Regions from separate parts of the Sus scrofa genome. Here region 1 is linked to region 2. The links are chromatin contacts, called in public promoter capture Hi-C maps. All regions are on one chromosome and are shown on one strand. Each heading gives the region's core, a stretch centred on a gene start, on an enhancer-like site or on the middle of the called end of the contact. The rest is flanking DNA. Distances are from core to core; before and after follow the strand shown.

Region 1 (4,130 bases), core at 657-3,156, 54 kb before region 2:
TGATATTGAGAGATGCAGCTGCCCACCTGCTGGGCAACTCCAACCTGGGGAGACAAGTCACACCTGAATCACACTGGGGGCGGGCTGCAAAGCACACCCAGATCTCGCAAGGAAAAAGATTGGCTGAAAGAAAAATCAGCCAGAGGTGGCCCAATATCTATAAGCTGATTCGGGGCACGGCCATTCTAAGTTACAAAAAATACAAGATGCCAGAAGCCAACCACAGAGAAAACAGGCGCTCTGTCCAGCATGAAATGGATTCCAGCTGGGACTACAGGAGTTCCACTTCCACTTAAGGACACAGGGCAAGGCTGTCTCTGGCTGAAGCCACAACTTCTCTCGCCTCAAGCCAGGAAATACCCTGGCTTGGAATCTTAACAAACCCTGGATTGTGCCCAAAGCATCTTCCCTATGCAGCCCTGGGTTCTGCATGTTGCTTTCACTTCCATACCCAGACATTCACAATTCCTGGCTGTTTTTATTTCGAAGACTTTGCTGGGCTTTGCCAAAATCAGATTCCTCTGACTAGCATCTCATGTCTTCTGACCCTAGAAACCCCCAACCTGACCATTATCTCTTGCAAAGATGTGAAACTGTCAAGAGTTCTGTTCCAGCAAGGAGTCAGGTATTACAACCTTGACCCCACTGGAGCATCAGGGGATGTGTGGTCAAGATGCAACCAAGTTGTCCAAGTTGCCTATCAGCAACCCCATGCAGGAAATCAAAACTGGGCCTGAGATAGATGGCAGCATTCCAAGACCATAGAGCAAAGACAACTCAAGAATACACACCTCACACACCACCGCCCCAGCGATTCCAGAACAGTAGCAGCAAAAGCGCCTCCAGAAGTCTCTAAGCTGACTTCCTTATTTGACAGGAAGCCAGGCAGCCCATGCCAGGAACCTGTACCACGTCAGCAGCTGGGCAACAGCTGGGAGGCCCTTGGGCCCCTACCTGCCCAAAGCCCTTCTGGGTTACCTTGGTGCTCTGTTTCTCCTTCATGATGATCCGGGACAGGAGAACCACCCAGATGGGCATAGTAGCCTTGACTGCAAAGAGAGGCAAGGAGCGTTCAGGGAACCACTCTAGTCACTGAACCCACCCTGGAATTCGGTCTCAACTCCACTGGAAGGATAGAAAGGCTTGGCAGCCCCTCAAACTGCTTCAGCTCTTCTCTTTCTATGGGTTTTCCCCGCAACCCAACTGTTCTGCTCCGCCCTGCTCAGCTCCCAGCCATCTTCTCAGTCCCTTCCTTCCCGGAGACCCTTATGTGTGTCCCTTTCCTGCTAAAAGCGCTCTCAGCGCTTTCCAGAGAGAAGTGGACTTAGGGCCGCATTCCAGGTCGTCTGGCGCACTCCTACCCAAGCGCCGAAGCCCGGGGCGGCGTGCTCCCGGCCGCCTCCCCTCAGGCCAGCCGCGGCACCCACCGGTGTGCGCGTAGGACACAGGCACCTTCCAGATGCTGACGTGCGCGGACACTGACGCGAAGTACTTGCCGAAAGCGAGCGGCAGCACGTAACGCGGGTAGAAGCGCGGCGGCAGCAGCGGGCCGGGCGACGGATGCGGGCCGGGCCCAGGGCCCGAGACGGGCGGCGCGGGGGGCACGCGCCAGGCGCGCAGCAGAGGCGGGAGCCCCGCGCACAGCGCCAGGATGTGGCACAACGACACGGTCACGGGGAATGGAAAAGCACTCAGGATCACCTTGTTGACCACATTGCCGCCCGCGCTCAGCGCATACCACAGTAGGCACAGCGCCGCCACCCGCGCGCCCTCACGCGCCCCGCTGCCGCCGCCTGCAGCTCCTGGGCCACCGGCGCCCGCGCCCACTCCCACCGCCGCAGCCGCTGCCGCCATCCTTCCCAAGCGGCCGCCCCTTCCCGCCCGTCCGACGGCCCGACGCCGGGCGGAGGCGGGGCCGGCGGGGGCGGGAGCGGTGGCCTATAGCGCTTCCTATTGGTCATCGCTGCTTGCATCACCGCCGCGCGCCGACCGACGCGCCAGCCACCACGTAGCTAGCGCAGGCCGCGCCCCTTACTGGTGGGCTTCCGGAGAGGGCGGGGCTTGCCCCGGAAGCAGAGAGAAGGAACAGGGACTGATCCCAGAAAGTTCCTGGAGTTGTGGGCTAAGGCCGGGGACACGGGTCCGGAGCCCCAAGCACAAGCGGGCGAGAGGGCGGTAGCATTAGGGCCCCTCCACGTCGGCGTCCGTGAGCTGGCGTCGAGCTCGCGAGTCAAACCTCGGTGTCTGCGCTGCATCGGCGCCCTCCAGCTAGATTCCTGATGGCCGGGCCGGACACCAAAGGTAAAAGACCAGACCTTTCGGGGAGAGAAACCGAATTGTGAAGACGTCTCCATGGGCAAAATTCTTTCTTCAAACTGGGAACGAACTCCCTTGGCCGGAATCCAACAGAGGGGCCAGCTCACAGCGCCCGAGGGAACGTTCTGGGAACCACCGCGATGTGCACTCAGGTTGGGTATTATCTTCATTTCATAGACCGACAGACCAAACCCAGAAAAGGGAAGCGACGTGGCTTAAGTCCTGCGAACAATTTGGGAGTCACGGTAATGGCAGCATCCGTGGGCACCTATCCCAAGGGTTTGCTGGAGGGAGGGGCGTGGTGCCGGCCCGGACTGCTTGATGCACCAAGAACTGGCGGGGATAGAGCAGCCCCAAGGAAAACAAGACGGTGTTTTCAGCAAGTTGATCTTCTGTTACTAAAGGACTTTGTACTTACAACTTTGCGGGGTGGGGGTGGATGGAGTGTTAAAAATTCCCTTCCATTGTGTTCTTAGCAAAGAACAAAGCGGCAACCCAACTTGGTCTCCAAAATATTGGTGGGAAGTCTTAGCCGTGTGTTCTCAAAGGCAAGCAGTATCTGTACCCCAGGGCTTACTAGGTACTCAAGAGCTGGAGATGTGGTCCCTGCATGGGTGGGGGAACAGTCACCTCCCCCAAAGCGTAGGTATGAGATAAAGAGATGATCCTAGGACACCAACCTGAAATCCTAATATGTTCCAGCTGTGTCTATGATACTTTGTCACAGACTAATATCCTTGGGACCTGTGATCAGCTGGCCACATTGCAGGTGAGAAAACAGGTACAGTGGAATTAGGAAAGTAGTTACTCCGCAGCACAAATGGTACTGCTGATATGCTTTTTTTTCCCCCTTTGGTCCTAAATTTTGACCATTTTTTTAGTCCTCACAGCTCTGGAGTAGCACTTGCATATCATACAGCTGGTAGATGGCAGGGGCAGGGTTCAACTTCGGACTGCCCTTAAAGCCACTTCACCCACTTTTTAGGAGTCTTTTTCAAAGCTATGTCAGAAATCTCCACTGGCTTTGAAACTATGCTTCAGGGTTGACTGAATGTCCCTAGACCTCTTGGTTTGCTCTGTGGGGCTACCCCTCTAAAGGGGTAGTTGCTTTCTCATCTGTGAAATTAAGTTGCTCCTCACCTTGAAACAAGATGACCTATTCCAGAGTGGAAAAACAAGAAAACAGAAGTCTTAGCTTATGGTTTCAGGGACAAGGGGGAAGAACTAAAAGGCTATCACTTTATAGTTAAGGGAGGGAAAAAAAATTTTTTTTGTTTAAGTCAACCCCATCCAGATACTAAGATAGCCCTAGGCCTGCATGGGAAGCTAGCAGCCTGGAGCCAGGGCCCAGCCTGGAGCCTGGAGCCAGACAAGAGTTTTGAACCATGTGGTATAAGAACTACAAATATTTTAGGGGATAGGACAAGGTCACTGAAACTTGAATTGCAGAGCCTGCTGGGGGGGGGGCTTCTCTGTCTGAGAAAGGTGAGGTATAGATGGAGACAGATGTGGCCCTTCAGTTTGTCACCCAAAGCTAAGAGGTGACCTGATGTGGGAGAAGCATCGTGGCCCTGAAAGCATGAAAGGCAAGGTAGGGGTCAGTCTCCAGGTGGAAAGCTAACAGGCTGACTTGGCAACTTTGCCCTGCCCTCCTCCCCACAGTCTGGCTACTCAGGGTCCATGTCTACTTGGCTAATCCAGAAAGGACTATAATGGCTATAAAGGACCAAATTAAAAACAATTCTCAGACTGGTTTGTGCAAATGTTTTTTTTTTTTTCTTTTATTTCCACATTTATATCACAAGGTGTCCACT
Region 2 (3,868 bases), core at 1,200-3,699:
GAGCTCAGGTCAATCAGGAGAAACTGCAGAGATACACTTGTACCATCTCTATCCACAGGAGTGTGGACAGGAGTGTGGCTTGGGGTTTGCTCCAAGCCACACTCCTGTCCAATGGCTTATAGTGATATTCAGGGCTGACACTGACAGTAGCAGCATTTAAAGGAGGCACTTTCTCATCACTCATATTCAGAGGCAACTTCTCAATTCTATCCACTACATTTACATTAGTAAGATTCCACACACACCTATCACAAGAGTTGTCCCAAATAAGCCATGTGAAATGTGAATACCATAACATACAACACAATGGTGGGCTTGGACCCTCTTCCTCCTGTATTCCTAGGAGGAACCTTTCAGATTAGAGCCTTACACAACACTGGAACCCCTGAGGTCACTGCCCCACCTAATCTACAATACGGGGACTATGCATCAAAGCCCCTCCTGATCCCAAAGCTCTCCTAGATGGCATTAAGGATCAGTGCTAATATCTCAGGAACCTTTCAGATTCTCTGGAAGGCAAACACGCAAATGGAATTCAAGAAATTACACTCTGACTGATGCAAAAGACACCAAGGCTACATTTTTCACATCACTTGTTTTATCCTCTAATATTTCAGTCTTGGGAACCTCTGCGGCACCAGTTACTGCAAAAATCCTGCAAGATCTTATATACTTTGTGCCTAGTCCACCCCCAAAGTCATAAAAAAAAATGTATACAACATTTGTTAAAGACAATTACCACCACGGCTACTCTAATAGGGCCTGTAGACCAGGAACAACAGAATTACTTATGATATAGAAATCAGAGTCTTAGAGCATAACTTCTCTATATCTACCAAAACTGTACAATCCAACATGAATTCTAAAAATGCTAAGCTAAAGCCTACTGCTAAAAGTAATCAGCCAAACTCCTGTAAAAGAAAAGCAAAAGCCTCCATAGTGATAGAAACCTGAGTTACCTGGCCAAGCCCAAGAGGGTTTTTCCTTCTAGCCCCAGTACATTAAAAAATGATCTTAAGGGCCACTTCCTGGTCTCCCAGGAAATGCAGGGACTCATCTCTTACTTGGATGCTACTGCATCTTCCTACTGCTGAACCTGCTCCTGCCACAGGGAAAAATGACCCTTATGGCCAGCAACCACTCAGAGAAGATATGAGAACTCAATGAATCTTTCCCCCCACACACGGAAGGGGGCAGGGAAGATCCCTCTACAAACAGCAGCCTGGGTAGAGGAGCGTCTGAGAAAGCAACACCCTGAGGTTAACCCGGATGGTCTAGGTCACAAACCAACAGGCTGGGACCCCAGGTAGGGGGAAGAGACAGCTGAAGGAGGGCTATGGGGGGAATGGGAGAGAAAACAATCACCTCTAATTCACTACCAAAAAGCGGGGCTCTGGCTTGGTCAGAGACGCAGTGAGTACTCAGGCCCAGAAAGGTAAAAGAATCCACTCTCCACAAGATCGTCTTCCGTCAGCAGCGACCCCAGGAGGGATCCTGCAAAGACATGTTCACTCTCAGAACCGAAGAGGACTCTTTACGCGCCCTAGGCAGCCGGCTAGGGGCAAAGCAAGTCGAGGGATTCTCTCCGAAGCCGGGAAGGTGCTTCCAGCCGGGAGGAAAGCGAAGGACTTCCCGATCACCCAGAAGGCCGAGACACTGGCGACACGGGATCCCCGAATCATACCCCGGACACCAGTTGCTCCACAGCCTTTCCCTCTCCCCTCCCCCGCGCCGGGAGGGCTTCCCGGGGGTCGGGGGTCTCCCGGGAAGGAAAAGGCAAGCGAGCTCTGTCAGTAGCAGCAAGGGTCGAAGAGCTGGAGCGGGAACTGAGGAAAAGCTCTGGTCTCAGCTCCCATCTGCTCCCTCCGCCCAGGCCTCACGAAAGCCTCGGCCTCACGTACCGAACGCCGCCGGGCTGCCCGACCTGCCCCGACCCGGGCCCGAGGGGCGAGAGGCCGAGATGGCAGCGGCCCTTGGGGGCAGGTGAGCGTCCGACGGGTCCCCCAGAACCCGGCAGGAGAGAGGCAGTAGGGAGGGGGAGGGTCCCGGGCCCACGCGGCCTCCACCACAGCCCGTGCCGTGGACACTTACGTTGCTCTGGGGGTCGATGGCCTGCAGCAGCCGGTCCCTGATCTGCTGCGGAGACGGCGGAGCCGCTGTCATTGCCTGGGCGAGGCGGGGGGGGAGCGGCCGGGCCAGCGGGCGGGCGGGCTGAGGTGGGGGACGGGGGTCACTCACTCGCCGGCCTCCGGGAGCGGAGCCTCATGTTCCCCGCGGCGCCGGAGAAAGTGGGGGCGCGCGGGGTGGCAGAGGGGGAGCCGGGGCCGGGGCTCAGGCCCGGGGCGCCGCCGCCACCGGAGGAGGAGGAGGAGCCGCCGGAGCCTCTGCCGCTGCTGCCGCCGCCTCGAGAACCAAACTCCAGTGAGCTACCCTCGCGCGGAGCACTCTGGGTAACCCGCGCCGCACGCAGCGTCGGCGCCACGCTGAGGAGGTTGGGAGATGGGGCGGGCAGAGACGCCGAACCTGGGCGGGGCCACGCGCGGGCCCGGCCCCATACCCATACGCATGCGCGCGCAGGCGCACTCGCCCCACCGCTTGGTTCCTCCCCGCCGCCCGGCCAAGGGAGCCGTTGGGAGGCGGTTGGGCGGGGCAACGGCCACCGCCTGCAGGCCCCGCCCCCGCCCCGGCTTGGGGGCCGAGGTCTCCGACCGAAACGCTAGGTGGGCGCCGAGTCCTTGAACTCCGGCGCTGTGGGAGGCCGTATCAGAGCAGCCGAAGGACCTCTCCTCGGGGAGAAAAGCTTTCCCTGTTCTGATGGAGGTGATGGAAATCGCGGGCAGGAGAAGCTGCCAAGTTTTCTGAGCCTGGGGTCTTTCACAAGCCCTCTATTTGCGTTTCTGAGGGCCAGGGGAGCAGACTTCCCCGTAGTGAATTTGTGCGTGTAAGGGTCAGTTGAGCGTGCGGGAACACTCCAGCCCCTCCCCCTCCAGAGGGCGTTGATACGAGCACGGGTCTGCAGCGCCTCGGGCCGGGATCCCGAAAATGTGCGATAGCCAAGCGCCCCGCATGGGAGCCGCCGCCCCAGCTAGGAAAGCCCCAAAGCCAACCCCTGAGCTGACACCAGCGTTGCAAGCCTGTATCTACGCCAAGCTCGCAACGTTGGAGTCAACCTGCCCAGACATTTGGGGCTGGGATCACTCTGTTGTAGGGCCTGTCTTGTGCATTGCATGATGTTCAGCAGCATCCCTGGTTTCTACCCACTAGATGCCAGTAGCACCCTTTTCCCCCGCCTGGGACAGCCAAAAATGTCTCCAATCACTGCCAGAGGTCCCTTGGCTGGCAAAAATCGACTCCTGTAGAGAATCCCTGGTTTAAAAGAAAGACCCTTCAGTCCTCATTCTCTCAATCTCCACTACAAAGAAGGAAACTGAGGCCCAAGGTCATCCAGAGTTCTAGGTCAAGCCCAGAATTGTTAACTGTCAAGTCTAAGCCGACCCCCGCGCCTTCTTTCATTGCTGTCTCCTCTGGAAGCTCTGCTAAATACTCAGTTATGTGACGGGATGAAAGGGCAGGCTGAGTGGATTATTAGTCGCAGCCTCGGGAGAAATAACTTTTTTCGTTTGTTACAGGAAGACCTAGATTTAAAACAGGAGAGAGGCAGCTGATGAAAACCACATGTGCGCCTTGGATCTGTGCTACACCTGTTAGTCTTGCATTTGTCATGTTTCTGGGAAGCATTTTTATTTACAAAAACGGCTGTTTCCACACGTGGTTGTGGTTGCCTGCTTCTGCACATGTGAAAACTTTTACATCACCCTTGTAGGAGAAAATAAATATGGGCAAATAATTTACTCTCTCTCCTAGAATG

Evidence for each region. Promoter capture Hi-C pulls out the DNA fragments that hold promoters and counts their contacts.
Region 1: a promoter capture Hi-C map of liver shows a contact between it and region 2, with 5 times the contacts expected there. The contact joins the promoter of SLC35E1 here to the promoter of MED26 in region 2. A contact is called at or near these places in 1 of 5 promoter capture datasets (liver), 15 of 47 Hi-C or Micro-C datasets (blood, embryonic fibroblasts, epiblast stem cells and 5 more) and 2 of 2 datasets of contacts at active chromatin or transcription factors (alveolar macrophages and skeletal muscle).

Annotation. Positions count from the first base shown.
Region 1 is chr2:61,035,601-61,039,730 of Sscrofa11.1, reverse strand. SLC35E1 (solute carrier family 35 member E1) reads right to left here and starts at 1,906. Exons shown (of 6, transcript XM_003123474.6): 1 at 1,428-1,906; 2 at 979-1,049. The coding sequence starts at 1,854. It overlaps MED26 (mediator of RNA polymerase II transcription subunit 26), which reads right to left. Exons shown (of 3, transcript XM_003480761.4): 3 at 4,070-4,130.
Region 2 is chr2:60,982,814-60,986,681 of Sscrofa11.1, reverse strand. It overlaps MED26 (mediator of RNA polymerase II transcription subunit 26), which reads right to left and starts at 2,449. Exons shown (of 3, transcript XM_003480761.4): 1 at 2,092-2,449. The coding sequence starts at 2,163. It overlaps LOC102160178 (a long non-coding RNA gene), which reads left to right and starts at 2,614. Exons shown (of 2, transcript XR_301790.3): 1 at 2,614-2,820; 2 at 3,630-3,851.